2 separate regions of the Pan troglodytes genome follow, and region 1 is linked to region 2. The links are chromatin contacts, called in public Hi-C maps. All regions are on one chromosome and are shown on one strand. The core of a region is the stretch at or near the end of the contact, and the rest is flanking DNA. Distances in the headings are between cores, read along the strand shown. Region 1 overlaps PRICKLE2 (prickle planar cell polarity protein 2). Region 2 has its middle 6.6 kb from the start of PSMD6.

Region 1 (5,788 bases), core at 454-2,953, 160 kb after region 2:
GGAAGCCTCCACCATTGGCATGGGAGGAAGCTTGCCTTCCTGTTTGCTAAAGAGTAACTTCATTCATTCATTTATTCAATCACTTTATCGAGGTATCAACATATAATAAATCACATGTAAGTATACAATTTGGTAAGTTCCAACATATGTATATACCCATGAAAGCATCAACATAATCAAGATAGCAAATGTACCTATCACCCCCAGAACTCTCGTCAATCCTTTTGTCGTTCCTCCCTCTCATTTCCCCATCCCCAAGTAACCATTGATCTGCTTTCTGTCACTACAGATTAGTTTGCATTTTCTAGAGTTTTATATAAATGAAATCTCAAAGTGTGTACTATTTTGCCTGGCTTCTTTCATTTGGAATAATGATTCTCAGACTCTGATTCACTTTGCATAGATCAACAGTTCATTCACTTTTATTGTAAAGTAGTAGTATACTACATGGATATAATACAATATGTTTATCCATTTACCTGTGGATAGACTTTTGAGTTATTTCCAATTTTTGACTATGGAAAAGAAAACTAAGAGCAGCCACTTTAAAAACCACAAATGTTTAAAGCATTGTTTCATTTAATTTTCACAACTATGCTGTAGTTAAGTACTGACATCCTTATTTTTCAGAAGATGAGATGAAAGTTTGGGGAGGCGAATTAACTTGGCCGATGCTGGAAAGCAGCACAGCTAAAATTTGAACACAGAGCTAGTTATCATCGAAGCTTAGACTCTCAAACACTTATGAGCCCAGAAGGATAGTTACTCAAAAGACAGAAGTTATCAGAGGCCAGCACAAAGCCTGATGTCTGCATGGGTCTTCCATGAGACTCTTTCTACATCTACCTTTGTATGGCTCCAGGCCACCTAAAGCAACATATAAAGACTGGTGTTGGAAAGCTCCAGTTTTTGATTGGACCTGGAAAACTGCCATATTGAAATCACACCTATACTAACAGCTTGCACATATGGGTACTTAATAAACAACTGTTGAACGAATAAATGGCTGAATGCACAAATGAATGAATAAATGAAGGCACAGGCAGATAAATAGATTGAGGAAGGAAGTTAGTTACTTGCTGATTTGGTGGTGGATTAATCCAATCATCCCATGAAATTACTCAAAATATCTCCTGCGTCATAAGGCAGAGGAGATCATCTTGATACTACATCAACTCTCACACCAGGCTACAGTGTAGACTGCCCAGTCAGCAGAAAGGGTGTGCAGCTGTGAATTTATGCAGGAAGTCTAAGTAAGAGGCCAAGTCCCAAACTTTAGGACCCCAGAGTGAATTTACTGTAAAGGTTGGAGATACCTGTCTTGAAAGCTAGAACTTCAATTGCAGGTCTCTCTTCCTGCATTTGCAAATGAGCCTTGGCCTCTCCAGGCCTCATAATCTGCACGCAAGACTTGACAAGTCCCTGCTGGTGGAATCTGGCCATGTTGCTGCTGACTTCATCTGGCAGAGGCCCTGAAGCCTGGGAACCCAGGTTCTAGTCCCAACTCTGACAGCTCCGTTGAAAACAAGTTTATTAACAGGCAGTTTTATTGAAAGCTGCACACACAGGCATATTTCCCATTGCCATCTGATGACATCAGTGTATTTCTGGAGCCAAGATAAATACAGCATTGTTCATGTGACTAGCTTCCCAAGAAGAGTGAGGTGGACTGCTTTGAAGCCTCCTCCTGCCCTGCCCCCTTCTTCCCTCCCTTCCCAACTCATCTCTCAAACTGCATTGAAAACACCGAGGTGAGTGACAGTGAAGGCTAACTAGGAGATGCAGCTTAGGGGGAATTTAATCCAATTCAGTTGGAGAGACATGCATCTCCCTGTACCATGAAATTCCATTTTGATCTCAGCATGTGCTGATGGAGTAATGAAATAAAGACAACACTCTGCAAATGGCTGGTGAGTCTAATGACGGTTTTTATGGGGGTTTTAGAAGGGCTATTAGATAGTGCATTCCTTTCCTATAAGCCAAAACCACCCAGCAGACCTTGGGAGATGAACCATTTTGTCATTCTTCTCTCCCTTCCCCCAGCATCTGCCAGCCTTTGTCCCTCCTGGTATAAATAGCTTCTCACATAAAAGAGCAAACTGTCAGTAGCCTGAAAGCTAACGGTAAAGCTGGACGCCTGGCACTGTGGCCCCAGCCGGGTGGTGGTGAGTCACAGCTGTATAATTCACGGTCCTGCAGTAAAAGGTATCAGCGCATGCTCTAGGTTAACAGGCCAGAAAGGGAGCTGAAGAAACACGGCCAGTGAAAGACTTTTAAAAGCATCTTGAGTTTTCCTTTAACAATCAGCCTTGTATTTGGGTGATATCCAGGGCATGCCAGTCAAAGGGAAAAAGACAGGAATGGGATTGGGTAGCTTCTGGGGCACACCCTTCATCCGTATCTGCACGCAAATCTGCTTCAGTGTCTTGGAGATTCAAATAATGATTCTGATGAGGACAGCAGCTACCATTTGCTGAGGACCTATTTTGTGTCCGCTTTCTCCTAGGATCCTTACAAAGATGAATTCACTTCTTCTCTGTTAGCTACTTTAGACTTGGGCAGAAGCATCCCCATGTTACAGCTAAGAAAACTGATGCGGGAGATGCCCAAGGTTACAGAGTTAAGTGATGGAGTCAAGATGTGGCCTCATCTATTCCTAGCAATGTGGCTTTTCCATTAGCCAATAGTAATGGCTCTCAAGCTTTGTCATGCATGAGAAACACCTAAAAGCTTTGTTGAAACAGATTATTGGGCTCCATCTTCAGAGTTCTGGTTTATTTGGTCTGGGGCAAGTCCCAAGAGTCTACCTTTAACAAGTTCCCGGGTGATACTAGTGGTACTGGTATGGGAACCTTGTTTTGAAAACCACCGGACGAGGCAGACCAAATCTGGGTAATCAAGCCATCATTCCATGTAAAGACCCAGCTCAAATGTCACTTCTGCAGAGAGGCTTCTCTTAGACATCCAATATAAAGTAGATAGATTCTCTAAATCAGGGGTCTGTGTTTCAAATCAGGCCCCCTTCCTGTTTTTGTAAGTAAAGTTCTATTGTCACATGACCATGCCCATTTGTTCACCTATTGTCCATGCCTGCTTTCACATTACAACATCAGAGTTGGGTATTTGCCACTGAGACTGTACAATCCATGAAGCCTATATTTACTATCTAGATCTTTACAGACAAAGCCTGTCAACTCCTTGCTCTAGATCATATCACCCTTTCTTATTGCTTTGTTAATAGACATCGGTCTCTGAATGTGTCTTGTTATTCAGCTATTAAGTTGTCTGCATCCTTCACTAAACTGTCAGCTCCACAAAGGCAGAAGTACTTGTTTTTCTATTCACAGCTGTCCCCTAGTGCCTAGGAAAGTGCTTGCCATATAGTTGGCACTCAAAAAATATTTGCTGAATGAATGTCACTATTGAGTGCCCAGGTACGTGATGCTGTCTGTACCAGTAACATGAGAGCCCCTGGAGGAAGAACAGTAAAGCCAGGGTAAGAGAGTGAGAAGAGATAAGGATAAACAGAGATTGTCGATAGGGAAACAAATCTTTGAAGCAGGGCCATGCTGCTTCCTGCAGTGGTGGGGAAACTGGAGGTGGGGAAAAGATGAATTCCTTAGTCACTAAGGTCAACCTCAGATTAGGAGAAATTTCCCATCCCTAAGAATGAAAGAGACTGTGTGACTCATGCTGTTCCCCTCCTCCAACTCACACCAAGTCTGCTTTCTTGGATCTGATTCCCTGAGTGGAGCAATGTGCATGCTCTTCACTGTGCATGAGGAAGGGGTGGAGGAGGAAGAGCCCACACGGGCACTGGAGTCAGACAAATGGCTGGTTTAAGTGCTGTCTTTGTCCCTCGCTGACTGTGGCATCTTGGTCAAGTTTCTGATCCTGTGAGCCTCAATGATTTCAATGGAGAAATGGAAGATTTTGTACCAAGGATTAAATGGGATTGTTTATTCATGCAAACCCTGTTTATTAAATGGCTAGTATGTGCCCAGCATTATTTTTGGTACTGAGCATAGAGTGGTGAATAAGACAATGTCCGTCTCTAACAGACTCACATTTTGGAAGGTAGCATGGACATAAATAAATGTAAGTAGAGTACTAGCTATGAATTTAACATATGGAAGATGTCACCTCTGTAGTCAAATGGGGGCTCTCTGTTGCCCTATCTGCACCTGGGGCAGAAACATCAAGGGGATGGATGATTAAGCGCCTCCAATTTTCCAGGGGCAAGCAAGGTAGTTGGACTGTCCCGCCTTCATGTCCAGGGATGTCTTGGCAAGCACCGAGCACTGCATGGGCTCCATTCATTTCTCCCCAGTCTGCCAACACTCTCCCCAAATTCTTTGTGCACAAAGTTGGTACTGATTTTATTTCACTTCTGAGTTTCACTCAAATGAATACGTTAACTTCTGTAACAAATGAGATCTCTGCATAGTAGGCTTCTTCAGTAGCAGCTCAAATACTGCCTCGCCAGAGACGCCGGACCTGACCCATCGGGCTAAATTAGCCAATCCCCACAGCACCCCACTCCACATCAATGATCTCGGAAGCTGTTTTTTTGTTTTGTTTTGTTTTGTTTTTATAGGATACATTAAGTGAGAAGCAACTTGTAAAGCACCCAGGAAAATATCTGACACATGTAAGAGTTTTCTAAATATTTACATTCCTATTCTTAAATCACTATGTTTTTCTTTAAAAAAAAATCACAACCTGAAATTATCTTATTTATTTGTTTTCTAATTATTTGTCTTTACTCTTCACATAACTACAGTGCAGTAGAAACCTTAAGTCTCTTGTTTATTGTTTTGTCCCCAGCGCCCAGAACACTGCCTGACACATAGTAGGTATAAAATAAATATCCTTAAATAGGTGAATGAGTGAACAGAAAAAGCCCAATGGCCATTTCCTTTTCACCCAATTTTCTAGCATGCTCTCTGATTCATTCCTTGGACTCTCATGGGGAAAATCAAGTGGAATGCTGCCAAGAAGCCCACAGCCAAACCATTAGAGACAGGTACTAACAAGGTTCCAACTGGCACAGAGGCCAAATCAAGGAGCCTCTGCTGACCTGTTGATCCCCTAAGAGAGATGTGTAGAATATTCTTTGTGGGAAGACTCCCTTTGCACTCTGAGAAGCCTACAGAAAATTCCCCAAGGACTCATTCCTCCCAGGTCTGAGGACTGTGAGGTTGCAGGAGATCTCAGGCACCAAGGAAGGTGGGTGGCAGAGCTCAGTACTTCAGCAGATAATCCCAAAGCCTGCTTGGGGTATTAGAGAATTCGGAATCAAGAGGCTCCATCTGGGGCCCTGAATAACTTCATCAGGCTCCATAGAGCCAGAAAACTCCACTGGGACGAACTTGTATCTTTATAACAATCCCACAGCAGAAGGCCTGGGAAACAGAAAGGTTCCCATATTGGCAGAATTCAAAATTCCCTTATGAAAACCTTTTGAGAAGGCTGAGAAGGACTCTAGGATTGCTACAAACCCTATGCTTAATCCGCCTTCTCCATCTCCACGTAAGTTCCCTCTTTCCCGGAAGCCAAACGTTCCTTCTGCTCCTCTTTGAGCTGACTCAGGGCAGTAGTAATCAGTTAGTCACATACTACTATTTCACAAGAAAGATGGGAAGGAAACAACTGACTTATTGAGCAACTTCTATATGCAGACAGAGGGCCAGGAGCATTATAAGCACTCTCTCATCCATGGCCAGATCAGCCCTGTGATCTCCAGGTCTAATAGTACCGGCTCCAAAGTCAGGTTGTCTGAGATTAT
Region 2 (5,211 bases), core at 1,630-4,129:
GGGTTTGTGCAGGCGGAGTTATCTCTGCTCCTGCCAGCATCCTTCCTGTTAGGCAGTTATTGATTACACCACATAGGATGGAAACTTTACATAGAGTATCCGCTTGGAATGCACAAAAATTTCAGGGTTATTGCAGCATCATGATCAATTGATGTAGCATGCTCATTTCTTCCTCACTAAATTACTCCTTTCCAAAAGAGTATTTTGAAGGAAAAAGAGTGCTTAGGAAACACTGTTGTTTCTGGAGCAGGTTGGGTAATTGCTGAGAGCAATATCAGTTTTCTTTTTCCATGACAAGAAGACACTTGCACAAGGCAGGGAGAGTGAAATATGTCCCCCAGGATGACACACTTCATGCAACCCCACTGTTAGCACAGACCTCTTACTATGTGCTGGGGTACCAGACAGAGCAGTGGTCAGAAAATTCATGGGGTTCACATTCTGGTGGGGAAAGGGTAGAAAGAGACAGAGAAGCAATACACGATTAAATAAATTATTCAATTAGTGGCAAAATTAGTGAAGGCATGAATGCACGAATGGAATAGAAAAGGTTTTTTTTTTTTGATGAAGTGATATTTGAGGTTAGATTAAAATGATGGGCTTGGGTTAGGGTCATCTTTAAAAACAGTTACTTTGTGCCAATTTCCTTAGTTCCTTTAATAATTACCCCCCTTTGTGTATAAAATAAGTGGTGATGAAGAGGTTTTTCTAGTTTGTTTTCCTCTTTGTGGTTTGAAAATCAGCACACAGTCATCTGCAGGGCGCTAAGTATACGATCCTGGGAACATGATGTGAAAAATCAGGAACTTGCAGCTGAACCAGCGTAGCCATTGAGAAGTGGCCATCCTCCCACTTCTGGTAAATTGCCTAAAATTTACATATCAATCATGTTAACCTGTCATACCTCTAGTTCCACCCACAGTCCTTCTGTAGGGCTCATCCTGGGTAGACACATGACACCCAGGGAAGCAGTCTGAACTGCAAGTGATCATCTACCTGAAGCCTACAAACTGTTGTTCCAAAGGGAAGATCTGGGACACTCAGACTTTTACTTTTCAGAATCTGAATTAGAAACTGTGGCTGGAATCACCAGCTAGTAGTGGGTGTAGACACCATAGGGTCATGAAATAGAAGGGAGGATGTTGGAGGAGAGCAGCCGGGATCTGTCAGAGATTGAATAGCAGGCTGAAATCAGGAGCAAGGAGGGGCAGGAGAAACAGAGGTACGCCTTACTGAGCAAAGGAGCCCGGAGGGAATCTGAGCAGAAGCAGACGGACAGAAAAGAACCTAGCCACAGAAAATGATGGCACACAGGGGTGGATCATCATCAGCCTATGTGGCAAAAAGACTAAGGTCAACCTTACATGCAAATCCAGCAGCAAAACCATCTTTACAACACCAATTCATGCTACTATTCCTGCTCTTCCCAACTCTTTGAGTTTATGCCTCTTGCCTTCGCTGACGTCACACCCTATTTTCTTGAGTACTAATATTCCAGTGTTTTTAATCACTTGTTAAATTATCCTCACAATAAATACTAGTCACTTGCAGTCTCATAGGGAGTCTCTGACCCTAAGAAGAACAATTTCCTGCAATTTAACAACAATACCCATGCATTCACCCTTTGACCCAGCAATCCTGCTTCTGGGAACTTATCCTGAAGCTACACCTCCAAAAATTCAAAAATACCCATGCACAAGGTTATTCATTGCAGTATTGTTTAAAATTGTAAAATACTGGAAACAACTTAAATGCCCAAATATAGGAAAATGGTTGTATACACGATGGTACATAACACATGATAGGGTATTATGCAGCTGTAAAAAATAATAAAGAAATAAATAAAGAAAATGTTTATGAGCTGATATGGAGCAATTTCCAGAAATCAAATGCAATTATTTAACAACAAAAATGATAAAGAGGACTAGAGGAGAGACACTATAAAAGCATAAATTCAAAGGAACCACTAGAATATGGAATATCGAAAGAAAAAAAAAAGAAGGGTGAGTCTCTGATTTGTGTAAGCAAACAAGTGAAACTAAGACACAGCCACAGAGCACTATGGTAACACATGCAGCAAGTACATTGCAATTTCTTAAGATAAACTTGAAGAAACTACCCTGCACATATTGAAACAGCACTGTCTCAACCACCCGCTGATGCAGCAAAGCATAGGAACAAGAAAGTGAACATTGGGAAAGAATTAACCGGTAAACATTTAAACAAGAGGTGTGGTCTAATCATGGGACGAATCAGAACCGTATTGGACTTCCTATCACTCATCTGTACTACTTAGTACTGTTTTTATTTTAACTAATTAATTAATACTTTTTTTGGAGATAGCATTTTGCTCTGTCGCCCAGGCTGGAGTGCAGTGGAGCGATCTCAGCTCACTGCAGCCTCGATCTCCTGGGATCAAGTGATTCTTCCACCTCTGCTCCCTAGTAACTGGGATTACGGGGGTCGCCACCACACCCGGCTTTTTTGGGTAGTTTTTGTAAAGACGAGGTCACGCTATGTTGCCTAGGCCGGTCTGGAACTCCCAGGCTCAAGCAATCCACCTGCCTCTGCCCCCTAAATTTCTGGGATTACAGGTGTGAGCCACTGCGCCTGGCCTGTTTTTATTTTGAAAAAAAAAAATTTTTTTTGTTTTTTGCAAGGTGCACAGGAGGTTGGTGGGTGGGTGAGCTCGACGGTTTCGGGTTACAGAGGTTTCGAACCCATCCCTCTTCTGGTGCTGCGATTTTTGCTTATTCACAGCCCCTTTCCTCGGAAAAGCCCAGGAGAAGTGTTTCAAGTGGTGACCAGCAGAGGGCAGCAGTATCCACCGCTTCCCGCAGAGCACGGCGTGCGGATGTAGACTGTCTTCCGGTCCCACCGGGAGATGGGGAATTCTAGGCCAGGTGGGTGTGACGACGTGCAGCCCTAGCAAAGGACAGGGGTGCACGACAGAGGCACTGGATGGTAAGCACAGCATTTTCTAAGTCTCACAGGAGAAAAATCACTGAAAAAAACCACTGGTGTAAAAGCTGAGTCTGTCCTTTGAACCGCTGCCCTGATTTTGGTTACAAATGAAGCAAAAAATCCTTAAAGATCCATATTCCTAAATTTAGACCTTCACCTCAAAGATCGCCTCGGAAAATATACAAATCATTATTTCCTTCATTTAGTCAACTATCTACTGATTTGACCCCTACTTCCTGTTCAACTCAGCATCCCTTGTCATGGGCAAAAAAAGTGAATGGACTCAGACCATTGAAACAAATAAATTTAAACTTGGTTAGAAAAATTCCAAGTCAATGAATTTTAAAAAGTGAGTTAGTATCATACCAATTTAAGTGTTTTTAAAATAATATTTAATAAGCAGGTGAATAATTAGCATTGGCCTAAGAAGGCAGCATTCTTAAATCACAGAAAAGAGGTATTTCAGCTGTGGCTGTATGTCGGACTTTGTGATTCCTTTATTTCTGATTTCCTTAGTAAGTTATTCAACCTTACAGGGAAACTTTTTAAATTTTACGTTGCTCTTTTAAATTAGCCTAAGAATAATAATGGTGCCAAAATCTTGTATAGCACTTGCTATGTGCTAGGTACTTAAGCATTACATATATATTAAGTCATTTAATCAATTAAACAACTGTATCAGATAGATATTATATTAACCCATATTACAGAGGTTCAGAGAGGTTAAGCAATTTGACCAAGGTCACACAGCTAGTTCATGACAGAGTAGGATTTGAACTCAAAAAGTCTGGATTCAGACTCCACGCTTCTAGCCATAATATCGTACTTCTTATTATTAAATATTAGCCACAACATGCTCTCCATGAATAATGGCCTTCCGTATAGAGTCAGTTCCTTCTCCCTCCCTTGAATTCCTACCTTCGAGCATTCTAGATTGATTGATTACCCTGGTCCTCCCTACCTCCCTCCTTTCCTATGAAATGCCATGTCATGTCACATGAACCTTGACATTTAGAAGATAGAATTCTTTTGTTTGATTCAGGTTTTTTTCCTAAAAGAACATCACACTCATTTCTGATCTTTTTTTGGAACCCTTTGTTGATAATTTAAATGACTGTTTTGTGACTTTTTATAGAAGCCTAATTAAAAATGCATAGTTTAAAAATTAATCACCCGAGTCACCCAGACTCAAAACATCTGTCATCCTCCCTCCCTTTTTTCCCCGAGGTAATTTTGCCAGGTCCTGTGGCTGCTTCCTCCTGTATATTCCCTAAAATGTCTCCTAAATCTTCTTTCTCATTTCAGTAGTGGCTCCAAGTGCTCCTTACCCCCAGCCTGGGCTTTTATAACAACCTCTCAACTGGTCTCCAGACCCCAATCCATCCCACACACCACTGCCAGATGAAGCTTCTGAAAGCAATGCTCTAGCCGGCTTGTATTTTTTGCTCTGAAACCTTGCGTGGCTTCGCTTGTCTACGGAATTCAGTACTGAATCGATTAAGAGGTAGTCTTTTCACTGACTTGGTTTTACTGCTCCCTGGTACACAAAAATACTTCCTTCTATAGGTAAATTCATAAAGAAACACACACACAAAAGTAGAACAGAGGATACCAGGGGCTGGGGAAAGGAGAATAAGGAGTTAGTGCTTAATGGGTACAGAGTATCTGTGGGGAGTGATGAGAATGTTTTGGAAAAAGACGGCAGTGATAGTTGCAATTAATCCCTGTGAATTATGCACTTGAAAATGGTAAAAATAAAATTAGCCAGGCGTGGTGGCTTGCACCTTTAGTCCTAGCTACACTGGAGGCCAAGGGAGGAGAATGGCTTGAACCCAGAAAGTTGAGACTGCAGTGAGCCATGATTGCACCACTGCCCTCCAGCCTGGGTGACAGAGCAAGACCCTGTCTATAAAAAATAAGAAATAAGAAAATGGTTAAAATGCCAAATTTTATGCATTTTTATCATAATAAAAAATTTTTAAAGTATACTTTCTTCTAGTCCAATTAGATCAATTGCCCTTTTCTCTCTGAACCCCATTCCCCTGCTTTTTAAGCTTTATACGAGGCAGAAAAATGTGGTCTCTCCTTATTGCTGACAACTATTTCTTGAACTTGCAGGAAGCAAGGCTTCCTGCTTCTTCCTTCTGGTCAGTGAAATATTAGAATAAAAATTTCAGAATGTCTCTGGTGGCTTTTATTGCTTTTCCATCACAAGTTTATAGGAACATTCTTTTCTTTCTTCTCAGT

Evidence for each region. A called contact is a pair of places that touch in the nucleus more often than the background predicts.
Region 1: a Hi-C map of stem cell-derived neural progenitor cells shows a contact between it and region 2, with 4 times the contacts expected there. The contact joins two enhancer-like sites. A contact is called at or near these places in 2 of 7 Hi-C or Micro-C datasets (induced pluripotent stem cells and stem cell-derived neural progenitor cells).

Annotation. Positions count from the first base shown.
Region 1 is chr2:68,155,943-68,161,730 of NHGRI_mPanTro3-v2.0_pri, forward strand. The region is part of intron 3 of PRICKLE2 (prickle planar cell polarity protein 2); the gene reads right to left. Among named protein-coding and RNA genes, the nearest start is that of PSMD6, 160 kb to the left of the region's middle. Within about 2 kb of position 1,704, at least 12 of the 24 cell types and tissues checked have an H3K27ac peak or open chromatin away from gene starts, as enhancers often do. A contact at or near this core is called in stem cell-derived neural progenitor cells, where this site is marked.
Region 2 is chr2:67,998,627-68,003,837 of NHGRI_mPanTro3-v2.0_pri, forward strand. No RefSeq gene overlaps it. Among named protein-coding and RNA genes, the nearest start is that of PSMD6, 6.6 kb to the left of the region's middle. Within about 2 kb of position 2,880, at least 6 of the 24 cell types and tissues checked have an H3K27ac peak or open chromatin away from gene starts, as enhancers often do. A contact at or near this core is called in stem cell-derived neural progenitor cells, where this site is marked.